Regions from separate parts of the Sus scrofa genome. Here region 1 is linked to region 2. Evidence: chromatin contacts called from public HiChIP or PLAC-seq data. All regions are on one chromosome and are shown on one strand. The core of a region is the stretch at or near the end of the contact, and the rest is flanking DNA. Distances in the headings are between cores, read along the strand shown. Region 1 overlaps UBR4 (E3 ubiquitin-protein ligase UBR4). Region 2 overlaps IFFO2 (intermediate filament family orphan 2).

The links. HiChIP or PLAC-seq counts read pairs in DNA pulled down with a chosen protein or histone mark.
Region 1: a contact with region 2 is called in an H3K27ac HiChIP or PLAC-seq map of alveolar macrophages. The contact joins two enhancer-like sites.

What each region holds. Positions count from the first base shown.
Region 1 is chr6:77,618,305-77,623,629 of Sscrofa11.1, forward strand. UBR4 (E3 ubiquitin-protein ligase UBR4) reads right to left here. Exons shown (of 108, transcript XM_021095464.1): 65 at 4,689-4,838; 66 at 3,282-3,509; 67 at 2,177-2,255; 68 at 1,604-1,723; 69 at 1,476-1,601; 70 at 852-1,020; 71 at 196-340. Among named protein-coding and RNA genes, the nearest start is that of UBR4, 87 kb to the right of the region's middle. Within about 2 kb of position 1,732, at least 2 of the 83 cell types and tissues checked have an H3K27ac peak or open chromatin away from gene starts, as enhancers often do. A contact at or near this core is called in alveolar macrophages, where this site is marked.
Region 2 is chr6:77,438,899-77,444,540 of Sscrofa11.1, forward strand. All of the region lies in intron 1 of IFFO2 (intermediate filament family orphan 2), which reads right to left. Among named protein-coding and RNA genes, the nearest start is that of IFFO2, 17 kb to the right of the region's middle. Within about 2 kb of position 3,428, at least 20 of the 83 cell types and tissues checked have an H3K27ac peak or open chromatin away from gene starts, as enhancers often do. A contact at or near this core is called in alveolar macrophages, where this site is marked.

The DNA.
Region 1 (5,325 bases), core at 482-2,981, 180 kb after region 2:
GTCTGCGACCTACACCACAGCTCATGGCAACGCTGGGTCCTTAACCCACTGAGCGAGGCCAGGGATCAAACCCGCAACCTCATCATTCCTAGTCAGATTCGTTAACCCCTGAGCCACGACGGGAACTCCCTGGTCATAATGTTCTTAACTCAGGAGAAAAAAGGTTACGTGAGGCCAGTCAGCCTCATCGGTTACCTTCTTCTCTGTCTGTGGGGTCTTCAAGGAGAAATATCCTAGTAGGTCCACAAACTGGGCAGCCTTACGACCATAGGCTGGGAGCTCTGGCCATATGGACCACATCAGGTCTAGCAGAAGCTCCTGTTGAGATTTGCTAGAGTTTCTGTAGATAAATGACAGTTCATATCATAAGGAGTAGGAAATCCTGAAGTTCCTTTATTTATCTCCAAGGCTCGGGCACTGTTTTAGATACTATCTACTTCCCCACAAGCATGAGTTAAGTGTAAATGGCTCTACTGCTCAGCTGACAATCAGCCCTAACAGAAGTAGCACAGGTCTTTCCTGTCTCAGGATGCTGTTTACTCCCGTCATCCAACGGTGGCAGGAACTGAGCTTTGTTAGCCTCAAGAGCCAAGCCTGGTCATTTTACGAACTTCTAAACATAGCCTTCTTAAAGGAAAATGGATCATCTCTTGCTTCCGACACCAGTTTAATAGCTAAAAAGCAGACAACTTGACGGAGAAATCTGTGATGGTCAAGAGGATTGAGACTGGTGTAAACAGCGACACATGACCTTGAGGAAGCAACATAAATCCAAGACAGAACCGCCTCACCCACTCTGGTCCCAGACCCTGGACCCATGCAGCCTGCTAAAACTAAGCCCCAGACTCTACCTGTAGATATGCAACGTCAGGCAGTGGGCCTGCCAGCGCACCGAGGAAGAATTGGACTCTAAGAGGAAGCAACGCAGAAACTGGACCAAGGTCTCCTTATCGGCAAATTTGTTCAGCTGGTTCACCAGAGCTGTGCACAGCTGATCCTCTTGGCTGGCTGAGCTCTCACCTGCAACATCAGAGCAGGACTGAGGGCTGACGAAGAGGAAGAAGCAGTCAAGGGGCCTACAGCCAGTGCTCAGGTGGACAGGCAAGGGATTCTGCCCATGTCTTAAAAGTTTCACTGAAACGGCTGCAACCTGAAAACAACCTCTAGTTGTTTGCTAAACGACAAAAGGTCACACTGAACATCATAAAGCTACCAAAAAAGCACAGGATCAAGTGCCTGCACAAGCCTATCAGTGAACAAACATAGTGACAGTGGAGAAGGAATTTCTTTTCAAAAGTTGGCTACCTCGAACAGTCAACATTTACTCCAGACCTCTAGAAATGCAAAAGTGAATCACTCTGCTGTATACGTGAAAGTAACACAACATTATACACTAGTATACATCAACTAGAATGACCCGTGTGCTGCCCAAGAACACCACACCCTCATCACCAAGACAAGAAGACGACGTGTACCCTCCTTCTCCTTCTCCTTTTCTTCTTTCTTGCTCTTCTTCGTGGATGATTTTGACTGTGCTGCGGCCTGTCCAGAACTGGCAGCCACAGGGGCTGAGGAGGCAGCGGTGGCGCTGGAGGAGCCTGCGAGGCCGCCAGAGCGGCGAGCACTTTGCTGCCACACAGAGCGCAGGAGAGCAGCTGCAGCAGCACCGGAGACACGCCCTCGTCCACCAGGAAGCTGACTTGGAGGAGGAAGTAGAGGACGGCTGTGGGCAGAGGAGACAGGGGCGCTGAGACAACTGTGACACAGACAGCACACACCCACCCATACCCACACCCGCACGACTAGGAGGCCTTCTCCACACGCTGGGGCTACCCCACTCCCACCACCTTCCTTGTCCAGGTTCTCTGCTGGACGTTGTCGAGAGGAGAACTCACACCCTCTGTGGAAACACCCGACTGAGCACTGCAATCACTACAGAGATGGGCACCTGCACCCACTCATTTGAACAAGACGATCCTCACTGTAGCACCCCAAGTTTTGTCTATGGACCCTTTAAAGTTTTTACTTCTCTTCCTGGCTGGGCAGAGTTCTGCCTCTCTTGCTCAAAGCTCTATCTTAAGCACCCAGTTTAGTGCTTGGCATAGAGTGGGCCTCAATGAATAGTTCTCGAAGAAATGAAGGACTAACAGCAACCAAAGGAAGAGCCACTGCTTACAGTCGTCCTTGATGCAGAACTTCTGCCAGTTGACAGTTCGCTGGGCAGCAATCTCTGCACACGCTTTCAGGTGCTCCATCTGAAATGGAAACAGGTCACCAGAAATAAGTCACCCCACCACACTGCCCACACCTGCTGCCTTGAGTGTTGGCTTCGGGTTACAAACACTTGTCGTCTGTACAAGACTGACCCAGTGTCCTAGTGACCCTGGGACCAAGGCCCACACTCTGCGGCGCTTACTGAGCCTCCTATCTTCTAGGCCCCACCACCCAAAGGCCCTTTGTTTTCAGGGATCCTTCAGAACACTCAATAAAGCAGCAGCCAAGGTAGGCCATGACCTAACTCCACAATCCAGGTTTATTCTTTTTCTTGCTAAAAACACTACGGTAAGTGCTCTGGATTAGGAGTTGATGTTCGTTCGTTTTTTTCTTTTTTTTTTTTTTTGTCTTTTTAGGGCCGTGCCCTTGGCACAGAAAGGTTCCCAGGCTAGGGGTCAAATTGCAGCTATAGCCGCTGGCCTATGCCACAGCCACAGCAACTCGGGATCTGAGCCGTGTCTGCGACCCACACCACAGCTCATGGAAACACTAGATCCTTAACCCACAGATGGAGGCCAGGGACTGAACCTGCATCTTCATGGATACTAATCAGATTCATTTCCGCTGAGCCACAATGGAAACTCCCGAAGATGTTCTTTCTAGATGTTCTTATGCAATATATTCGATTCACTCCCCAAAGTCAAACAATTTATCTCGGGTGGTGATAAATAATTTTAGGACAAAAATGAGAGGTGCACAAATCTCAGGTTGATCCCATCTGTAATGTGAGCAAATGACACTGGGAAGAAGCCCAAGCACCGCTCCTCATAATGGAAGAACCACTGCCAGGCAGGGGCGGGATCAGAGAGGGGAGATCCTGGACCCTGAAGGCAAGTTCACACGGCACAGCACCCTGCCGGGTACCACAGGCTGACCCTGACCTCGGCCCTGGCCAGATGTTCTCTAAGCGCTGACAAGCCCTGAGGGTGCTGCTCCATCCTGTTACCTACTTTGTTGAGCCCCAGCACACACCCTCTCCCTGTCCGACTGCCCCTCACCGGCCGTACCAGGCTGATAAGCGTGTCATACTGCAAGGCGGAGCCTGAGCTGGCCGTGACCACGCTCGCCCGGAGGAATATCCCCTGCTCCTCCAGCAGCTTCTTGATCCCACGCACATGGGAGTCCAGGGTGTGCAAATCCCGGAGCTGGCGGTACTTCTCCTTTGACCCACAGATGAAAAGCAGAAGTTTGCGGACTTGCCGGCGCACAAACGGGGTTTGCTGGATCATCAGGTACTTGAAGGGAGAAAGAGCACAAAGTGTCAATGACTCTGGAACTGTACATGCACAAGCCGTGGCCCTCTGGGTTTTCATGAACTATTATTAAAAACTGGTGAGGAACACAAACCAAGCTATGTCCTCACAGTCAGGCTACCTCCTGGTGAGCTTCAGTAACCCTTAGAGGGACAAGAAGAAAGGCATAGAAAGACAAATGTCCAAAAGGGGGAAAGAGCGGTATTCCTGCTACCCCTGTGAAGAACTGAGGGATCTACAGGGAAGCTGGCCTCCACTCTGGCGCACTCAGAGTGAAACTCTGTGGGAAAGAGATTCAGAATCCCCGGTCCAGGTCAAAGAGGTGGGCAGAAGCTCCACAACATGAAGAGGTCATCTGGGGTTTGCTAACATTAACCTCACACTTGCTGTGTGAGTTATTAGACTGTCTTCTCTCAGTTCCAAACCCACCCTGTTCTGGGATGTCCAGTCCAGAGCTACGCTAAATGAACTGCTGCTCTGCAGTGGGTTCCCTGAGGGTCTGCCAACGGGAGCATGGGAGGGACGCCAGAAGGCCAGAGGAAAAGGGACTCGCTCCTCCCTGTTTGCCTGCCGTCCTAGCAGCCCTTCACCCTGGCGGCCTCCAGCATTTCTTCAGTCAAGGACAAACCCGGCGCACGGGGTCCTGTCCATCAGCTCCTTTCACACCTGCAGAACCAAGCACCCTGCAGCCCCTGAGACCTCGGGGTGGTGCTGCAGCAGCCCCTCCTCAGATCCCCCAGGCCTCTCCTCCCCATTCGTGGGGCTGCTGGCAGCTGCTTCTTGCGGTGACTATCTCTGCGTCACCTCAACATTCCCTTGTTATCTTTTTGGTTCTTCAACAGCTGTTTAACCCATTCTCTATATTAAAACCTCCCAGTTACTTTAACTAGGACACTTTTCCGTTTTCCAGACAGAGTCCGGACTGCTAAACTTGTCCGTTATGACCACGTGTGGGCGAAGTTAAATGTACGGAAGCAGAGACGAGAGTGGACGGCCTGCTTTGATGGCCATCTTCCACGGTCTCACTACTCTCCGGAAGGGCGAGACCTAAATGGTGGGGGGACTCTGCTGGGGAAATACCGCACGAGGGTCAGGGCACAAGGCGGCCACAAAGGCAGTCACAGCTGGCGGATCCTCTGCTCGACTGGCACCTTCACTTACCTCTGAGAGAAAGTAAAACCACGAATGATCAAAAACGGGAGGTGGGATTCGAGAATTGGTGTCGGCGATCTTCTTGATTTGGTAGGGCAGCCTCAGGACCATCTCCGTTAGGAGCTGAGTGTAGGCCTCAAACACATCAGCAGCGTGGCCCTGGGAGAAGAACACTCGTGTAAAAACCTGTGACTGACAAGCTTCCGTGGCCAGAGTTAGAAAAGAGGCCAGCTTACTGCCGACTAGGTACCACTTATGCTGGAGATGGTAAGTGGTGCCTTTCAAAACTGGAGCCATCACGGACTGACAGTTTAGTTTACACACCCCCCAAAGGCCCCCGGCTCCTGGGGCAATTTCATTACAGGCAAAGGTTATGGTGGAAGCAGATCTCACTGCTCTTTAAAGTTCTCACATTTCACTCTGGTTTTTGACACTGGATTGATTTTTACTCTGCTTACATAAAAATTAGATTAGGGAAAAAAGAGAACACATAGTAGTGGAGAAGGATTTCTGACTTTCTGTGTCATCGAACTGGGGGTTGAGAGGAATAACATATGGTCTTTGCTGATAGTCTGGACGGAAGGACTCCACGCAAGCCCAGGGACCAGGGAAAGGCTACCTGGACCAGACTGGACAGCAGGGAAGT
Region 2 (5,642 bases), core at 2,178-4,677:
ATCCCCCCGGGCAATGTAATCACTGACATAACACTCAGGCCTCCTGCCCTCCACCCTTGGAGGTGAGGGGCCTACAAGGGGCCAAAGGGGAGTCAGGAAGGTGGTGGAGTGAGAGGGGACCATGGAGCAGGAGGGAGTGGAGGAGGTATCGCTGCTTGGCTCTGAGGGCAGCCTCACCCGCCAGGAATCTGCCAGCCCAGAGGGAAAATAGGGAGGGTGCTGGTTCCAGGCTGGGAGCCCCGTGGAGCCAGGTGGAACCAGCTGCCTTGCTTCCAGGACATCCACTTGGGGCAGAGAATGCCAGGTCCAAAGGCCACCAGCTACCTTTATCAGACTAGAAAACCCACGGTCCCCACCGCCAAACCCCAGAAACAGCACTGCCCTATGAAGAAGGTGATCCAACTCTGCCAGTGTGGCTGAACGGCCATAGACAGGCCACTCAACCGCCCTGGGCCTCAGTTTCCTCATCAGGAAAGGGGGGCTGGGGTGATCCCTGGGCTCCAGGCCCACTTCCGGCTCAGAGGACTCCATGACTCCAGGAGAAGGAATGTGTCTCCTCCCCCCACCCCCACCCTCAGGAACTTGTGGAATCCTAGAGGGACCAGCCAGATCCCTTCTACATAAAGAGTGTGTCCCAACCAGCATGCATGGGTCAAGGGGGACTTCCGGTAGGAAGAAGGTAAGCTTCCAGGGTTCAGCGGGGAACCGATGCTGCCTTGAGAACTTGGGAAGGGTCTTCACCAGGCCGCTGATGCCCACCCAGTCCCTACTCCACGGAAGGCTAAACAAGGCGAAATGCAGCATATGGGATCCGGGCTAGGGCCGGGAAGCATTAACCAATGGAAGAGGCTATGAGGATGCCAGGGGGCACATCTAAGAGAGGGCTCTGGAATGTCCTTCTAAGGCAGTAAAATCTTTAAATGGGATTTGCAAAGGGAGGGAAGAACAGATGACCTCTGGAGACCCCTGGGGACAGCCAGCTGGTGTCCACAGCAAAACAGGGCTTCAGAGTCTCTGCACTCAGGTGCCCAGCCAACCTGGCATTCCAAGTGGCCAGTGGTATCATCTCAGGGCAGAGCACGGCCAGGCTCAGCTCCAGCCTGAGGCCTGCACGCTGGTCCAACCAGTATCTCTGGATGTCTCTCAGGACAGAGGCTGTGGAAAACTCTAGAAAAGCCTAAGAACATATCAAAATAGGCAAGGAGGGAAGGGCTGGGTGAGAGGGCTGCCAGCCAGGAGTGCAGCCATTTGTCAGCGTGACAGAGATGCAAAAACATGTGGCAGGAGTCCACAGACACGGCTCTGAGTCCTAGGTGTGTCTCCAACTTGCTGTGCAACCTATAGCAAGTCACTACCTCTCTGAAAAGTGTGTGTTAGGGGGAGAAACTGAACATCTCTTCTAGGTCTGATTTAGGAGTCATTTTGCAAGCTCCCTAGGTTCAGGAGTCTGCCTTTCCAATCCATGTAACATCATCTCCAGGGCCCAAGCATAGGGCCAAGCACAAGTGTCCTAAAAATGATAGATGGAGGGCTAGATGGAGGAATGGGTGCTTGGAAGAAATGATATATGGTTGGATGGAAGGATGGATGGATGGAAGGGTTGGTGCGTAGATGGATAGAAGGATGGATGAAAGGATGAATGGGCGGGTGGATAGATGGATGGACAGATGGAAGGATGGGTAGGTGGATGCATGGATGGATGGATGGAAGGGTGGAGGGATGGATGGATGGATGAATGAATGGATAGATGGATGGAGATGGATGGATGGATGGAAGGGTGGTTGGGTAGATGGATGGATGATGAGATGGTTGGATGGACAGAGGGATGGATGAATGAATGATCAAGTGGAGTAATTCCAGAAAAAGAAGAGCAGAAGGCCCTAGGTGTCACCTGGGAGACTTCCTTACACTTGCCATTAGGCCTCCTTGGAATCACCTTCCCGTGACTACAGACCTTCCAACATCCAGCTCCCTCTTCTAACTTGTACATAGATGTGCATACACCTACATATACACACTAAAATACACAACACATGCTCCAAGCACCATGACCTAACTCTGAATCCTGAGAATAGAAGCTATGGATCCCCAGTGAGACTTGCCTGCTGCAGTCTTTTCCCGGGGCACTCGTGCTTCCTGAAGCACCATCCCAAAGCCAGGTTTGAAATGAGACTTGACAGTGGTAGAACCCAGTGAAAATCTTTTAAGACCCAAGTTCACATGCCTTCTCTGCTACTTTCTGACTATGACAAGCAAGTCATTTCACTTGCCAAGACTCGGTTTCCTCATCTGTACAGCTTCCCTACAAGAGTGTCGTGAGGTTCAGGAGAACATACCCGTGAAGCCTTGAACTGCATCAGATACACAAGATGTGCTCAGGGAATGGTGAGAAGAGTGTTACGGGGTTATGAGGTCCTGGCTTCCTTCTTGGTGGAGCTGAGGGTGAGCCGAGCCTCCTAGGGCTTCTCTGCTCGGGCCCTGCAATCCCTTCCACCTCGTTTCCCACCTTGGGGAATGATGTGTCTGGGCTTAAACTGAGCAGAAGCTACAAAGCAGCCTTTGTCTCAGAGATGAAACCCTAAACCAGCTGCCCTTGACGTCCACCCTGGAAAAACAACGCCAGGACAGCCTTCGACGTCACTTCTCTGCCAAGGCCTGGGAGAGAGCGCTTCACCCACAAGGGCTCACAGAGACAGTCTGTGGGCTGGACAAGAACCCAGAAGCCATCTTCCCAAGGCCTTAAGGAAGAACAGCTGCCTTAAGGAGCAAGAGAGGACTTGAACCCCTCTATCTCCACCCAAGGGCCAGGGCCAAGAATATGCAGCTCATTCCTCAGCCTGGAGGACTGAGGCTGGGAGGGTGGTAGGAAGAACACTGGAAGGCTTAAAGCCCAGCTCTGCCTCGTGGGGAGGCCTCGGCCAGGGATGTGACCTCTTGAGGCTGCCTCCGTATCCTCGCAGGGATGCTGGCGCTGACGGGGCCCCTCCCCTGGGAGGCAGGGTCGGGGCAGACCCCCCATTCAGGATCACCTCCACCAAGGCCACAGGCTCCAGGTGACACACTGTGCTGCCCACAGCCTTGACTGCTAGGTCTAGCCCTACCAGTGACCACGTGGTGACAATCTGCTGGGGAGAAGAGGGGATGTGACCGACCTCCTCCTTGGCCGCATGCAGGCCGCTCTGCTGGGGAAAGGAAGTGCTCTGATCACAAAGTCCACTCTGTAGCCGGAAGCAGAAGGGAAGAGGCCATTCCCACTGTACGGGGCCTGGGAGCCGGGGAGGGCCGGGCTGGGACAGAAGGAACAGAGCCAAGAGGGCTCAGGGGCCGGCATCACACTTAGCACTCAGCACTATCTCACTGGTTGTTCACCACCACGTGTGAGCTAAGGTCATCCCGCTGTCACAGAGGAGAGAGCTGAGGCCCGGGGTGGGGACACGAACTCAGGCAGCTTCACTCGAGGATCAGAGGTCCCGCCCCAGTGAAGGCCCTGATTGCAAGCCAACAATGCAACCAAGGAAGAGGAACAATTTCCTCTTAATTCCTGTGGGTGTGTCATGCCGTAAGGCCCAGAAAGGAAAAACCCTTGAGTTGGGGCTCCCCTGAACTCAGCATTAGGGTTTTTTTCTGGTTTTTCGGTTTTGTTTTGTTTTTGTTTCCTTTTTTTCTTTTAACTGCCATACCTGCAGTGGATAGACGTTTCCAGGCTAGGGGTTGAATCGGTGATGCAGCTGCCGGCCTACACCACAGTCACAACAACACTGGATCCAAGCCACATCTGTGACCTACACCGCATCTTGCAGCAACACTGGACCCTTAACCCACCGAGCCAGGCCAAGGATCACACCCACATCCTCACAGAGACAATGTCAGGTCTTTAACCTGCTGAGTCACCATGGGAACTCCCACCATCAGGTTACTCTTGAGTCTGTTAGTAGCCTAGAGAGCTCTGGCCTCAGTTTTCCCGCTTGAATAAGTCCTGATGTTTTCAGGGTATTTTCTTTAAAGGCAAGTGTCAAGCCAGTTGCAATGTAATATTGAGACTCTCCATGTAAAACAGCAGACAGATCCAAATGTAGACTTTCCATGTAAAACAGTAGACACATCCAAACGTACTGGTTGTCGGGTCTCAGCCGCAGGCTGGGGACTTGGGAAGCATGGTCCTTGTAAGGACCAGGGCATCAGCCTTGGTGGTTCACCAGCTCCTCACTGTGGGCAAAGTTCTCAGACCTCCTAGTCCAGGGCTCACCTCAGAGAAAAAGGGACAGGAATGGGCCTCACTGCACCAGGCTCATCACCAACCTTGAGGATCTCGCCAGCCCATTTTATACAAGAAGGAAACCAAGGCACAGAGAATGATGCAGCTGAGCCCACAGCTGGCAGACAGGGACGGTAGGTCAGTGAGTCAGTCAACACCCCAAAACCTCAACACTAGGCAAAAAGACTGGGGAAGTGCCTCCTGTTACAAGGAGACAAACTCAAGGCAACCTCAGATGTCTCGTTTGTAGCCACAAGAGCCTCACGAGCAACACCGAGGACCCGGATGTCTGGCCAGGGGGCAGCCCTTGGTCTATGTGGGCTCTGCCTGACAGGTTCCAAGGTCTTTTCACTCCAAGTTCTCTAGCCTCTCGGAGTTATCCGAGCCCGTCCTCAAAGGACAAGCAGCCTCCAGTAGGATCCCCTAGTGCAAGGGTTTCACAGGAACCCTGTTTAGGGAACCTGGGTTCTAGCCCCTCCTCTGCTGTGTGACCTCAAGGGAGCTGCTCTCCTTCTCTGGGCCTCAGTTTTCTTATCTGTAAAAAAGTCATGGGCATATGAGCGGGGACAGAGAGAAAAATACAAAACAGTGAGCGACAATCTCTCAGAAGGTCTTCAAAAGACACCAGGCACATCTAGTCATCTGGGATGGTAGGGAAATAATGTCGCCTGGAAGTAGGGGGATGGATTAAATGACCTCAGAGAGAGCGTCCAACCCTCTGAGCCTAACCGGGGGGAAGAGGAAGTCGCAGGTGTGAGGGAGAAGGGGCAGGCAGGGCTGCCAGGCAGGCAGGGAAGGTGAGCAACCCCCCAGCCCCACACCCCTGCCCAATAGCCCCAAACCTTGATGGGGGCTGGGGAAGCCGAGGCCCCATGACCAGCACTGACCTCTAACCCGGTGCTCTCCCTCTCCCCAGGCCACCTCCTCCACTGCCCACTGTGATGTACAAAGGGGTCTGGGGTGGACAGAGGTGAGGCCCTGACCCTTGGGGCTCCAAGTCCACAGGGGACAGACGGAGGCCCCCAGCCCCACGCTCACAGACACGTGCACACACGGCCTCACAAAGCCCCAGCGGCAAAGACCCTCCCACCAAGGCCTTGGGCAGAGGGGTGGCGGACAGCGCCTCACAGCCCTCCCCTGCCTCTGATGGGCACAGGGATGAAGGAGCCAGCCCTGGGGAATGGAACCCAAAACAAGAACAAAGGAAAAGAGGGAGAGGAGAGAGGAGGGGAGACAGCAAAACAACCAAGAGAGCCAAGAAGGCTGCAGGGGTCAGGGGAGAAGACAGAGCAGGCGGGCCCAGCTTTGGCTGTGTCCAGACTCCAGCCCAGGCACGGGGAACACGCCAGCATGGCAACTTCACCCCCGGGCCTTTGCACAAGCTGCT